Regions from separate parts of the Mus musculus genome. Here region 1 is linked to region 2. Evidence: chromatin contacts called from public HiChIP or PLAC-seq data. All regions are on one chromosome and are shown on one strand. The core of a region is the stretch at or near the end of the contact, and the rest is flanking DNA. Distances in the headings are between cores, read along the strand shown.

Region 1 (6,639 bases), core at 134-2,633, 100 kb after region 2:
AAACAATGTATCTAGCAGCTTCAAACCCCCACCTACATCGGGCTACAAGTACACCTCTTTCTAACCAACAGTATAAGTCTTTCCACCCATAACAAAAGTTAACCTTAGACAGTTTCTACTCCAATATGTTTCCAAGGTATCCAGTATAAATCATAGAAAGACCTATTGGGCCCGAACTAGTTGTGATAGATGTGCTACAAGGCAAAACTATGTCCTGGTGTAAACTTTTAGGTTTTTGGGTTTTTACCATTTTATGTATATGCATAATTGGCAACATATATGATTAAACGCAGATATATCATGGAAAGGCACTCACTCTGTAGATAGAAACAACAAAGAAAAGAGAATCACAAATTTCACCCTTTTGCCCCCTCATTCTTTCTGCTTTTGTCCCCCATAAGAGGAAGTCCCTTGAATATCCTCACCCATGAGGCCCAGCATCAGTCTTGACAGTATATTCCTTTTAATCTGTATGATAATGTCTGATCTTGCTTCTTTTGCAAATCAGTGTGAGTCCTTATTTTCAGTTCTTTGGATATGAGACCAAGAGCCTGAAAACACCTAACCTTGACTCCTACACAGGAAGAGGAAGAAGAAGCAATTCCACGGTTCCTGCTAGACAGGAACTTATCTTGGGTACTCAGACCCAAAGGTAGGATTTATGCTAGCAACCAAGGACAGTTTGTGTGCTGTCAGCTGACCTCTCACCCACATGAGGCTCCTCCATTGGGTTAACTGTAGCATCTACCCTGTGTGTTAAGAATAGAAGGGGTGAGCCGGGCGTGGTGGCGCACGCCTTTAATCCCAGCACTCGGGAGGCAGAGGCAGGTGGATTTCTGAGTTCGAGGCCAGCCTGGTCTACAAAGTGAGCTCCAGGACAGCCAGGACTATACAGAGAAACCCTGTCTCGAAAAACCAAAAAAAAAAAAAAAAAAAACAAAGAATAGAAGGGGTGGTAGTAATCCAGCATTAGAGAGGCAGAGGCAGTTGGAGTTTAAGGCTAGCCTGGTCTACATAGTGAGTTCCAGGATAGCCAGAGCTACACAGTGAGACCCTGTCTCAAAACAAACAGAAAAACAAGCAAAAGAGAATTTGCTTGTCAAATCTCCCTTCTGAGGTACTGAAGCTGTCTGGGAAAGTGGTGATCTTGCCTGGGCTGCTCCATTTCTTTCCACAAACCCCTCTCTCCTCAGGTAGCCCTCTGAGGCGGCAAGGCCATTGTTTGGCCGGGGTATATGTTGCATAGTACATATCGTTTCTCCAGACCAAAGAACTTCACTTGATGCCTTTCTTCTCCAACTGTGGTTTAATCATGCACTAAAACAGCAGTTCTCCCAGGACCGTGGCTCATTCACACCCTTCGTGAAAGACAGTGAACTGTGCTAAGCCTCTGTTCCTACTTATGCCTCCCTTATTTGCTGAGATTGAATCAGCTCAGAATACTCACTGAATTCATGCTTGAATCGGGTTGGTTTTTACCCCAGGCCCTTTCACCCATGTTTTATACGCAGTAACAAATCACTTCCTGCTTGTTTAAAAAAAAAAAAAATGTAGAGAGAAAAAAGTTGCCACCAAGCTGGGAACTGTCCCCAGTAGTCTGATGGCTCCTAGCCTGCATCACAGTCTATGCCAGCATCAGCTGATCATTTGGAACAAAATGTCCAAATCTGAGACTGGGATGAGCTCGCTGGATGTGTGGTCTCCAGTGCCGTGGTCCAAACAAATCCTAGCTCCGCCTCTGAAGAGTTGACATTGCCTCCCTCAGGGCCTTCACTTTCCAACCAGCTCGCTAGAGCTAACAAGCATAACATTACTATCTTAAGACTTCTGCCAGGGTCTCATGAGAGGGGTCAGGTCAGAATGCGTCCACACTCTGTTTCCTCAATTTCCTGTCTGAACCTCATTTCTCTCAGCTGTTTAAAAAAAAAATGGATAGAATACTCCCACTTCATTTGCATTACTCACTGAAGGAGAGATTCCTATTCCTCCTAAGATTTGAAAGTGCTGTGTATACAAGGAAATGTGGTGTGACCTTTGGGGCTGCCCCAACTATGTAGTGCTGCTTTGAGAATAGCCATAATCTTAATCCTCAGAAAAGAAGGAGAAGCCACCAGGACCCCGAGGCCAGGCCCTGCCCAGATGTTCTCACGCAGACCAAGTAGGAAAAAGCCAGGCAGGCAACTGCACCTTGTCATTAGTGGGGAAAAGGATCTATAAGGATCTATGGAGTAGGCTGGAGAAACTATTCCTTCTTTCCTGCCTTCCCATTTGGAAACTGCCCCCCCCTCCCAGTCTAGATACACCCTATATGCAGTGGTTGAAAGCACAGTTCCTAGCAAGGAGGCCCTGCCACACCACTGCTGTGTGACTGGGAATAGGTCACTGTTAATCTCTGAGCTCTGAGCTGTCTTTGCCTCTGCCAGTGATGGGTGAACTGCTAACTCAGAGTAGCAGGGCATTGCTCTATGCATAGGAAGCAGCTCAGGGCCAGGCTGACAGAGCTCAGCATCAGCAGGGTGATCTAAAAGCCTGGACACGTGTAGTCAGCTCTCTTGCTGCCTCTGCCCTTGCTTTTACTTTGCAGGACTGAGGCCACAAATCTATCTCTGAGCCTTCAGAAGTGACACAGACATAGCTACTGAAACGTTAAGGTATAACAATCCAGGCACACGCCTTTAATCCCAGCATTTGGGAGGAAGAGGCAGGCAGATTTCTGAGTTCGAGGCCAGCCTGGTCTACAGAGTGAGTTCTAGGACAGCCAGGGCTATACAGAGAAACCCTGTCTCAAAAAAAAAAAAAAAAAAAAAAAAAAAAAAAAAAAAAAAAAAAAAGACAGAAGACCAGGGGCCCTATAGAGTAGGAGAATGCAAATTTTAGCCACATGCAAAAATATCCCCCAAACTTTTGTTGTTTGGGGGGGGGGGGGATGAAGCAGGAGAATCAGGAGTTCAAGGTCATCCTTGGCTGGCTAAACAAAGAGTTCAAGTCTAGCCTTGGCTACATAAACCCTGTCTTAAAGAAAAAGAAAGATAAGTTGAAAATATACAGCAACTATTACTAATAATTGGTGTAAATGTGCTTAGCTGAGAGGCTCTGAGCAAAAGGATGACAAGTAGCACCCCCATTCTGTCCATCTGGGCTGCTAAGCACAAGCCTCCTACACACCAGGCAAAGGCAGAAGGGCAGGTTAACCAGCCGGCACCTGCCAATCCCCATCCCGGTCTTGCTTTCACATCCATTGCACAGATGGGGAAACTGAGCTCCAGCATGGAACAGGACTGCTCTCTGGCTCGTCTGCTAGTCCTGTTCTTCAGGCATCTCAGACCACAGTTTCTTAGCATCTTTGGCCCCTGATGCCTGTCCATGGCCATTTCTGAACATGAATGTGTGCAGCCCCCCACCCCTACCCACACACCCCTTCTCATGGTTGCTCTGGCCAATGATAACAAGATTGGAGATTAGGTGACCTTGCCTCTGGCTGCTCATCCTACTAATACCCATCCCCTAGATAGACTTATCCTAGTTAGGATGTAATCTGTGGGACTGTTCTTATTTACTTGTGGTTCTGACTTGTGTCAAGTCCTGGCTGCAGACAGCAATGCCTGGGAACATTTGTTGGGTCAGAAACAGAGATGCCTGTGAATATTTGTTGAGCCAAGAGAGAAGAGACCAGATACCCCAGTGAAGCTGGACCATAAGTTTGGTTGAGTTTGGCTGGGGCTATACCTGGTGTCTAGTGAGACATCATAAACTGAGCTCCAAACTCAGCCCAAGGTTGTAGGCACAAGGTGTCAGATCAGAGATAGGTTTGGGAGGGAGTAGCAGTTGGCCTTCCTGTGATCCCCTGCCAGCTAGGGACACAGCTCCGACACTGTAGTAAGAAAACCAAAGCTCATAGCATATCTGAGCACTCTGAATTGAGAGAAATGGGAACAAGGTCTGCACAGGCATGGCTAAGGGTGGTAGAGCGGAGAAACTCAAATCATGTACTACAAATGGCTCTACACAACCCCACCTTACAAGGCCCATGGTGGTAAAGAATTACTGCCAGGGACTAGGTAGGGTTGTATGTGCCCATACTGCTGAGGCAGGAGGATGGAGCCTAGCCTACTAGTTTTGTATGTGACAAAACTTTTCCTAGGAAGATGCCACCTAAGAGTCTACTCACCTCAGACAGGGAGCTCATAACAGACCACAGGACAGATAACACCAAGATCTGAGTTTCACTGGGGTTACTGTTGAGTGACAAAACTTACCCTGGGGAGATGCAGCACACACAGCTACTCACCCCAGATAAGGAAGCCACACAGACCAAAGTACAGATACCACCAAAATCTAGTTTGCTGAACCAATGAGTTTTAATGGGGTTACTTACAGGAATATGGGTGAGGAGTTACTTTCAGGAGCAGAAATGACTCAAAGACAGCTGTACCATCAAAGCCCACCCTAGCACAATGACAACTTACAAAGTTGGGAATTTAGAGCATACTGCACAGCCTGCAGGCAGCTCAGCAAGTTGGAGAGTGTCCTTTCCAGGTACTTGGCGTGGTCTGTGCTTCTTCGGACAGTTGGTCTGGTTTCTGGTCCTTCGAGGCACCTGGTCTGATCTCAGAGTCTTTTTTTGTGGGGAGCGGGTGTGGCGGCAGTCCTAAAGGCGCCAGGGACTGCAGCTAAGTCATATGACTTGCACCTGACTTCCTCATATAAGACACAAACATCTTGAGTGCTGCGCATGTGTACCAGGATACAGGTGAATCCAATTTGGTGGAGATTTGCCCCTGCTGCCCTGATTAGCTGAAGCCTCGTGACTGGCGAGGGGGCGTGGCCTGCGGTGCGTGGATGAGAGAGAGTATAAAAGGAGTGAGAGGCCCAGGGTTCGGGGGAGATATAAACGAGGGAGAGATACAAACAGGGGAGATATAAACAAGGGAGAGATATAAACAAGGGAGATATAAAAACGAGGGAGATATAAACAAGGGAGATATATGGAGAAAGAAGAAACAGGACTGAATAAATGTGTGCAGAAGGATCCTGTAGCAGCGTCGTTCTTCCTGGCCAGTTGAGCGCGTGTAAGAAATGGTGCCGAAACCCGGGACAAGAAACATCTTCAGGCATGAGTGAAGACCCCCTGCTACAGGAAGGATTCAGAACTGCATCACTGGGAAGGAGCGGTTAATAAAGTGTTCCCGTAAAACAGACTGTTGAGAAGGATCCGGCGTGGATTCAGAACTCTTCAGCTGGGGAACGGTACTGATGAAGAGAAAGAAGAAAGATGAAGACTGAATAAACTGCTGTTAGAAGGACTGGTGGTCGCATCGTTCTTGCTGGTCGAGAGCAGGCGCGACAATTGGTGGCCCGTACGGGGAACCGACTCCCCCGCCGAGTTCAGAACTTTCAGCAGTCAGTGGTTGCCGGCAGGGTAAGTTCACAGTGAGTGAAACTTGGGACCCCAGGAGTTTGGGAAGGACCTCTGATAAAATAGAGGTGAGCATAAAGTTGCCAGGAAGCAGGCACAAGGTAACGAAAGGTTCATGGCTTTGGGACAAGTTAAGGTTCCCGGCTTTGGGACAAGTTAAGGTTCCCGGTTTGGGGACAAGTTAAGGAACTATGATAACCTCAGTGTAGTGATCAATAGATCCTCGCTGTGTAGTTATGCTTTTTTCTTCTGTTGACCCTTTGTGGGTAGGTCTGATAGTTTTGGTCTTGTTTGTTCTGATATATGGACTCTGTTACTGTTTGAAACTGTGTGTAGAGGCAGTCAAGACAGGTCAGAAAATCCTTACAGAGCAACAAGAAAGTATGTTGGAAAAGAAGGGCTTAAAAAGAAAAAGGAAAAAGAAAGGAGACACAGTGTTATCAGGTGGTCAGGAAGGAGGAAACAAAAGAGCCGAGGTGGAGGAGGAAGGCGAATTAGCTTTTGTGCCGCCTCCCTATGCCTCCTCAGCAGCCACCTGTAGGTGGACCTTCTGTCCGGAGATTTGGAGAGGATCGAGTAGATCAGGTGTTGACGTGGGCGAGAGGGTCTGTTTGTGTGTTTCCACAGGACCAGACGGAACCTCTTTGGGTGCCGGAGAGATTGGTGAGACGCTGCAAGAATGAGGCTCCTGATCCAGTTGCCCCTGTGGATGTGGTGGATATTCCCACAAGCACAAAGGATGGAGCCGAGATGAGAGATCCTTTCGGTATTCCAGAAGCCGATACCAGCTCGACATGATATTCTTTCCACGCTTTTTGATCCCTGAATTTCCCTTAAAGAGATAGCCCCTCTGGCTATCTATCCCTTGCTTCAGGGAAGATGAGCGGGGATGAGAGCCCTGGGATGTATGCTTGTTATAGTGTGTGTGTGTTGTGTGTTTGGCACATGTGTTAGGTGCAGCGTGTGCAGGCCCATACTTTCGCCATGGTAGCGTAGGCTTTTGCTGCAGTGGAGGCGGGGCAATCTCCTCAGATTCGGTTTGCCACTCTAAAAGAAATTATGCTGCGTTATGCCGTGGGGTGCGAGGCTAAGCACTGCACAGAGGATAGCTTGCTGTTGGCATCCTGTGGAAGGCATGTCTGATTGCATGAAGGTTCAGTGTCCTAGTTCCCTTCCCCTAGGAAAAACGACACGGGAGCTGGCCAAGACCTCTCTGGGTGATG
Region 2 (6,564 bases), core at 3,335-5,834:
AAAAAAGTGTGCCACTACCACCTGACATCAGTAGAACATTCATTCTCTCTCTCTCTACCTGGCATCAGTAGAACATTCTCTCTCTCTCTCTCTCTCTCTCTCTCTCTCTCTCTCTCCCTCTCTCATTGATTCTTTGTGAACTTCACACCATGCACCCCAATCCCACTAATTTCCCTGTCCCTTTGCACCTGCCCTCTACCCTTGCAACCTCCCCACCAAAAGAAAATTAAAAACTAAAATAAGAATAAGAAACAAGAAACAAGAAAGTATTTCACCATGGCAGCTGCGGTGTGTTACAGTGCATCCCCACAGTATAGCCTTTTGTCCATACATCTTTACTTGAAGTGTTTATTGCAATGAACTTTGCAATGATCTGGTTTGACACCTCTGGCTTCTACTATACTATTAATACTGGATCATCACCGGAACTATGTTGTTGTCCTGGAGCTTTGGATCTGCAGGACCAGCCCCTTCACGAACCATCAAAGTTCTTAGATGGGGTAGATATTGAGGTGGCCAACCCAAAGCCCTGGATCTGGGCCTGGGTAGCTGGTTGATGAGCCTGGCAGCTCTCCCATATTCATGCCATCAGGGCCAGCTCTCCAGCACTGCCCTGACTAGCTTACCCAATGCCAACACTGGCAAGAGGCAGGGCCAGCTTTCTAACTTTCTGGACTTGGCGGGGAGGGGGGGTGCTCTCCCATGCTCCCCCATCCCCAAGGGCTAGCTCTACTTTGCTGTCCTACTGTGGCCCAAGGCCCACTTCCCCAAGTGCTGCAGCAAGTGAGGGATGGGGCCAGATCTGCACAGCCTCTACCCCCCCACATCCCCCACACACACACACACACACATCCACACTGCTCCGGGCAGCAGCCCAGACCAGGCACACCCGCATGGCCCTCAGCAGCAGCATGAGCCACAGGCACCGACACAGACCCCTGCCACTGCACGATCACAAACCCAGACAGGACCCACAAGAGCAGCACAGGCTGCGACCTCACCATGGCCCCAGACAGCAGAGCAAGCCACTCTTATCTACCCTTGCATCTCCAGCTCCACTCCTCCCCCCACTGTGCTCAAAACTTTCCATCTCTTCCTCCCCCTCCCCTTTTCACCACACGCCTGAACATCCTGGTGGTTCCTACAGCAGGAAGGCCACAGGGCTTCTGGGTGTCTTCTACCTGCCTGCCCCACATGGCTGCAGGCAGGCCTTATTTTCTTATTCTTATGTGTAGGAGTATTTTGCCTACGTGTGTGCCTGTGTACCGTGTGTGTCTGTGTACCATGTGTGCCAGTTGCCCACAGAGGCCAGAGAGAGCATCAGACCCCCTAGGACTGGAATTGGAGATAGTTGGGAGCTGCCATGTGAGTGCTGGGAATTGAACCTGGGTCCTCTGCAAGAGCAGTCAACGCTGCTAACCGCTGAGCACTCTCTCCAGCCTCATTTCTTGTTTGTTTGTATAAAAGTAATATTTATAATCTGAAAGTTTCATATATTCATACAATATATATTGAGTATGCCCACCCATTACTACCTCACTGATATCATCCCTAAGTGTGCCTGCCTGTCTCCCAACTTTCTGTCATCTTCACACACACATACACACACACACACACACACACACACACACACACACACACACACACACAAAACCTGTTAGTGGGCTGGGTGATTCTTTCAACATCTTCAGAGGAGTACTGACTGCTTGTATTTGCTACCACATTTCTCTTCAGAAGGAGTTGCCCTAATTCATAGATCTAACTCTTAGCATTTATTTGGAAGGACACCTGCCGGCAGAGTACCTCCCTGGACAGCACAGGCGCACATTACCACCAAAAGAAATCTATAATGCTTTAATGAAATATTATAGCTCTGCTCATTCATTTTGTAGTTTTCACTCCTACAGTTGTTAGTTATGTCCTCAAAAGTTTCTGTTATTGAACTTTAGGTGTGTTTTATTTGTTGCGATAACCCCCCCCCCCACACACACACACACACACACCCTTAGTTTCCTTTCTGTAACTTTTGTTGTTGTTGTTGTTATTTGAGACAGGGTTTCTCTGTGTAGTCCTGGCTGTCCTGGAACTCACTCTGTAGACCAGGCTGGATTGGACCTCAGAAATCTGCCTGCCTCTGCCTCCCAAGTGCTGTGATTAAAGGCGTGTGCCAGCCTTTCTGTAGCTTTATGCTAGTATTTGTTGAAGGAAATATTAGAATTAGAGACAACTTGTGTTATAAGAACAATCCACACGCTTCAACTAGATGAACGTTTCTTTCTCTTCTACAGAAGGTTTAGGGTAGGATGGTGCAGGCCCGGCCTGAGACCCACTCCACACAGCAGGAAGGGACCATGCGTCTATCTGTCTCACCTCAGCCATTCCCCACATAAGGCCTCATCCCCATGTTCCAGGCAGCAGCTAGGTCTCCCTCCCTCAGCTTCAGAAGCAGAAGGAAAAACCAAGATCCATCCATCTTCCATTTGCATCTTATTGGCCAAAATTCAGACCTGTGACCTCACCCAGCCACATGAGAGACTGGACAATGAGCCAGCTAAAAATCTGGACTAACGCAAGAGTGATTATCGTGAGGAGGCCAACTCTGCCTTCCACAGACAAGGGTGAAAACTGTGTTGACTACAACCCACTCGAAGGAGAACCATCGGATGTTTATGACGATGATGAGCGAATCTGGCTAACTAATGACTACAGTCCACCAGATAGCATTTGTGGGAGGCCCCTGGTTCAGCTTCAGCTCCTGCACTGACTCTGACTCCAACTAACTTCAGGCGGCTCTGAAACCAATTACGGAACTAAGCTGTAACCAATTAAGCGGTCTCTGCACACGCTCGTTCCCTCTCAGTGCTGTCAGATCCTATTATTACTGGGAGTTGTCTGAATTCGCCTTGGACCGCCCAATTTGCAAATCACTTTTGTTTTGTGTTGCTTTGTTTATAATTGCTCAAATTCACATTGAATTTAATTAGGTTAAGATTTCTCCTTTGGGCCGGGTGTGGTGGAACACATCTTTAACCCCAGCACTTGGGAGGCAGAGGCAGGCGGATTTCTAAGTTCGAGGCCAGCCTGGTCTACAGAGTGAGTTCCAGGTCAGCTTGGACAAGTTGGTGTGGGCACTGTCAAGGAGGCCCAATGGGGTTCTTCGTGGGTCTTTTCTCCTTTTCCAGGGATGGAGAGAAAGGATCTAAGCCATCTCTTTGCTCTGGATCTCTCACATGCTCACCTGTTACATTTGTGTCCCTTCAAGGCATTTTTGGTTCTTTGTCCAAAACACGTAGGCCACTCCAGGGGCTGATTCTGCATCCCCAGCAGCAAACATATTGTGTAACACATAGTAGGTGCTCAAAAAAAAAAAACAAAAATCTGTCTTTGGTGAATCCATACGCTTTATGATGGGTGCTGAGTGTGCAGAACTGGGAGGCAATGAGCACTACCCACTAGCACTCAGAGACAAAAGGAAAGGCCGGTGGGCGCCACGAGGAACAGCCCAGGCAAAGGCCCAGGGGCCTGCTGGCCAGGAGTCTGGGTAGCCAGACAAAGTGTAGGGAGTCACGAGGAGCACGGGCTTGAAGGGAGGTCGAGCCAGACTGGTAATTCCTTTCAAGTCCCAGTCGGAAATGTTGGCCTCAGCCGTGAAGGAATGGAGAGCCACCGGAGGCTTAAACAGGGGAACACAGATCAGGCACCTGGGACACTCTTGCAGCCGACAGAGAATGGGAGGAGGAGGAGAGAGCAAAATCAGAAGAGACTGGGTGGCCAGGGTGGCGGGAGGCACACCGAAACCAGGCTTAAGGTGGACAAGGAAAGCAGCATTGGGCTCAGCCAGGATGGAGGAGAGAGGGCTCGAGAGGCTCAGCCGGGCGGGCGGGCGGCGGTGAGAGCAGATGGGCTTAGAAGGGAGGAGGGGCCGAGCGAGGAGAAACAAAAGCACCCCAGATGGTCCAGGGAACTGTAGGAGGGGAAAGAGTGGGGGGTACAGACACCCAGCAGGGGAGGGGGCTGGGAAGGAGTTGGAGAGGGCCCTGGCTCCAGTCGAGGCAGACAGAGCTGCTGGCCGCCTGTATCTTTCTGCTCATGGCTCAGAAATGTCCCAAGCTTGCCAGGAGACTTCGGGCCCCTGCTGGCCCTGTCTCCTCCCAGGCCAGGCAGCTCCCTCATAGGGAGCTTTGGGACCGTCTCCCCTAGCCTTCCCATTGCCAAGTGAAGACCCCTGTCTCAGTCCCAGGGACACCTCTTGAGCAGACTAGTTAGGAAAGCAGACATCTGCAGAGGGCCTGTCAGGAAACAGAGGGGTGAGCAGAGGCCAGCGGGGGTTGCCAAAGGACCCACAAGTCCAGCAGGGCAGGAGGCAGAGTGGGGTCCAGGGTACAGTTGCGGCTGGTAAGGAGTTAATGTCTGGTTCACAGTGCTTCTCTGACAGGCCTAATGAGACCCAGGTGGTCCTCTGGCCCCTGACAGTGTAAGCTGATGCCGGGGGCCGGTTGTTGGGGTGGGGGTGGGGGGCATTCTGCAGTTCCAGGGGCGGAGCTGGGTCTGTGGGCTCAGACCCAACACATAACTGTGGGCGGCTGCAGTCTGGGGCCCCAGACAGCCAGCCTCTCTCAACTGAGCTGACACCATGAAGGTACTGGCCTGGAGGATCAAGACCATTTGTGGAGACAAGCCACTTGCCAGATAGGGAACAGCGAAGCTCAGTGGAGTTCTCTTGAAACTTAAGTTCTGGGGATATTGGGCCTTCCTCTGAAAGTTGAGAGGGGGTAAAAAAGACAGAGGGCAGAGTTCAGGCAGGGAGAGCCCTGGGAGGTGGGAGGCGTCTGGCCCATGTTGGGGGCTACACTCACCCCATTTCCCATCCCCAGGCCCTCCCAGCCCTGCCACTGATGCTGATGCTGCTCTCCATGCCTCCCCCCTGCGCCCCGCAAGCCTCTGGGATCCGGGGAGATGGTAAGCAGCCCCCATTCACAGACACGGCCTGGTCAGCAGGCTGGATGAGGCCATTCTAAGTGAGGCTCTGCAGGACTGCTTCCTCCTCTACAAAGTGGCAGGTATCCCCCTAGAGAAATCTCCAGATTTCTCCTGATAGAGTCCCTTAGGCCTGGAGCAAAACTGGGATATGGAGGGGGGTGTCCTTATGCCTTAGTCTTTCTCCTCACGGTCCCCACACTGCCACTCGCAGCTCTGGAGAAGTCCTGTCTTCAGCAACCCCTGGACTGTGATGATATCTACGCCCAGGGCTATCAGGAAGACGGCGTGTATCTCATCTACCCCTATGGCCCCAGTGTGCCGGTGCCCGTCTTCTGCGACATGACAACTGAGGGCGGCAAGTGGACGGTGAGTAGGCAAAGGGGCCTCAGGCCAGATGGGGTTCAGGCAGCTGCGCGATCCCGGCTGTCATCTCTGTGAAGTGGATTTTTCATCTTCATGGGGACTGGATCCAGGGCTGCTAGCACTTACTTGCCTGAGGAAGCTAATGCATGCTGTCCTCACAGCGGTAGGTTGGTGCCTTGTCTAAATGAGGAACTGCGAGCCCAGGTAAGTAGCATTAATAGCCTTGGCGGGCACAGTAATGAACTCACAGCCAAGTATTCTAGATCCTCCTGATGGGTTTTGGGTTTTTTTGTTGTTGTTGTTGTTTTCTAGACAGGGTTTCTCCTGGAACTCACTTTATAGACCAGGCTGGCCTTGAATTCAGAAATCTGCCTGCCTCTGCCTCCCGATTGCTGGGATTAAAGGCGTGGGCCACCACGCCCGGCCCTCCTGCTGGTTTTATCATGCAGTGCTGGGATGGAACCCAGGGCCTCTAAGCTAAGTGGGTGCTTTGCCACTAAGCTATGTCTACAGGTCCCAGCTCCCTCTTAATCTTTTCCCCTTCCTGTCTCTCAGCAGACAAGGGGCCTGGTAGATACCCCCTTCTCAGCAGCAGATGTTCAATGAGAGGCCTGGAGCCAGAGAGTGTGTTCTGTTTTAGCAGTTCCCTAACAAAATGGCTAAGAGTCACCCTAGGGTACTGGACCTCCATCATCCAGCCCCTTGTCCACTTGTTTCCAGGTTTTCCAGAAAAGATTCAACGGCTCAGTGAGTTTCTTCCGGGGCTGGAGCGACTACAAGCTGGGCTTTGGCCGTGCTGACGGGGAGTACTGGCTGGGTAAGGTGGGGCCATGGGGTGGGGGCTGCCCCTCAGCCAAGTCTCTGCTGACCGGCTGCCACCCGTCCCTAGGGCTGCAGAACCTGCACCTCCTGACACTGAAGCAGAAGTATGAGCTGCGCGTGGACTTGGAAGACTTTGAGAACAACACAGCCTATGCCAAGTACATTGACTTCTCCATCTCCCCCAACGCCATCAGTGCTGAGGAGGATGGCTATACCCTCTACGTGGCTGGCTTCGAGGATGGCGGGGCAGGTACCCCTCTCAGCTTCTTCAGGGGCAGTGGCGGGGGGGGGGGGGGTAGGGGGAGTCAGTAAGGGGTAGGATCAGTAGGGGGTGGGGCGGGTACCTCTCTCAACTTCTTCAGGGGCAGTGGTGGGGGAGGGGGTGGGGTCAGTAGGGAG

What was found. HiChIP or PLAC-seq counts read pairs in DNA pulled down with a chosen protein or histone mark.
Region 1: a contact with region 2 is called in an H3K27ac HiChIP or PLAC-seq map of heart atrium, with 5 read pairs. The contact joins the enhancer-like site here to the promoter of Mfap4 in region 2. A contact is called at or near these places in 1 of 39 promoter capture datasets (liver), 7 of 115 datasets of contacts at active chromatin or transcription factors (bone marrow-derived macrophages, craniofacial prominence, embryonic stem cells and 3 more) and 3 of 9 other capture datasets (adipose tissue, liver and pancreatic islet).

What each region holds. Positions count from the first base shown.
Region 1 is chr11:61,589,003-61,595,641 of GRCm38.p6, forward strand. No RefSeq gene overlaps it. Among named protein-coding and RNA genes, the nearest start is that of Epn2, 13 kb to the left of the region's middle. Within about 2 kb of position 1,384, at least 40 of the 459 cell types and tissues checked have an H3K27ac peak or open chromatin away from gene starts, as enhancers often do. A contact at or near this core is called in adipose tissue and heart atrium, where this site is marked.
Region 2 is chr11:61,480,847-61,487,410 of GRCm38.p6, forward strand. Mfap4 (microfibrillar-associated protein 4) reads left to right here and starts at 4,585. Exons shown (of 6, transcript NM_029568.3): 1 at 4,585-4,639; 2 at 4,875-4,959; 3 at 5,192-5,346; 4 at 6,064-6,160; 5 at 6,233-6,415. The coding sequence starts at 4,634.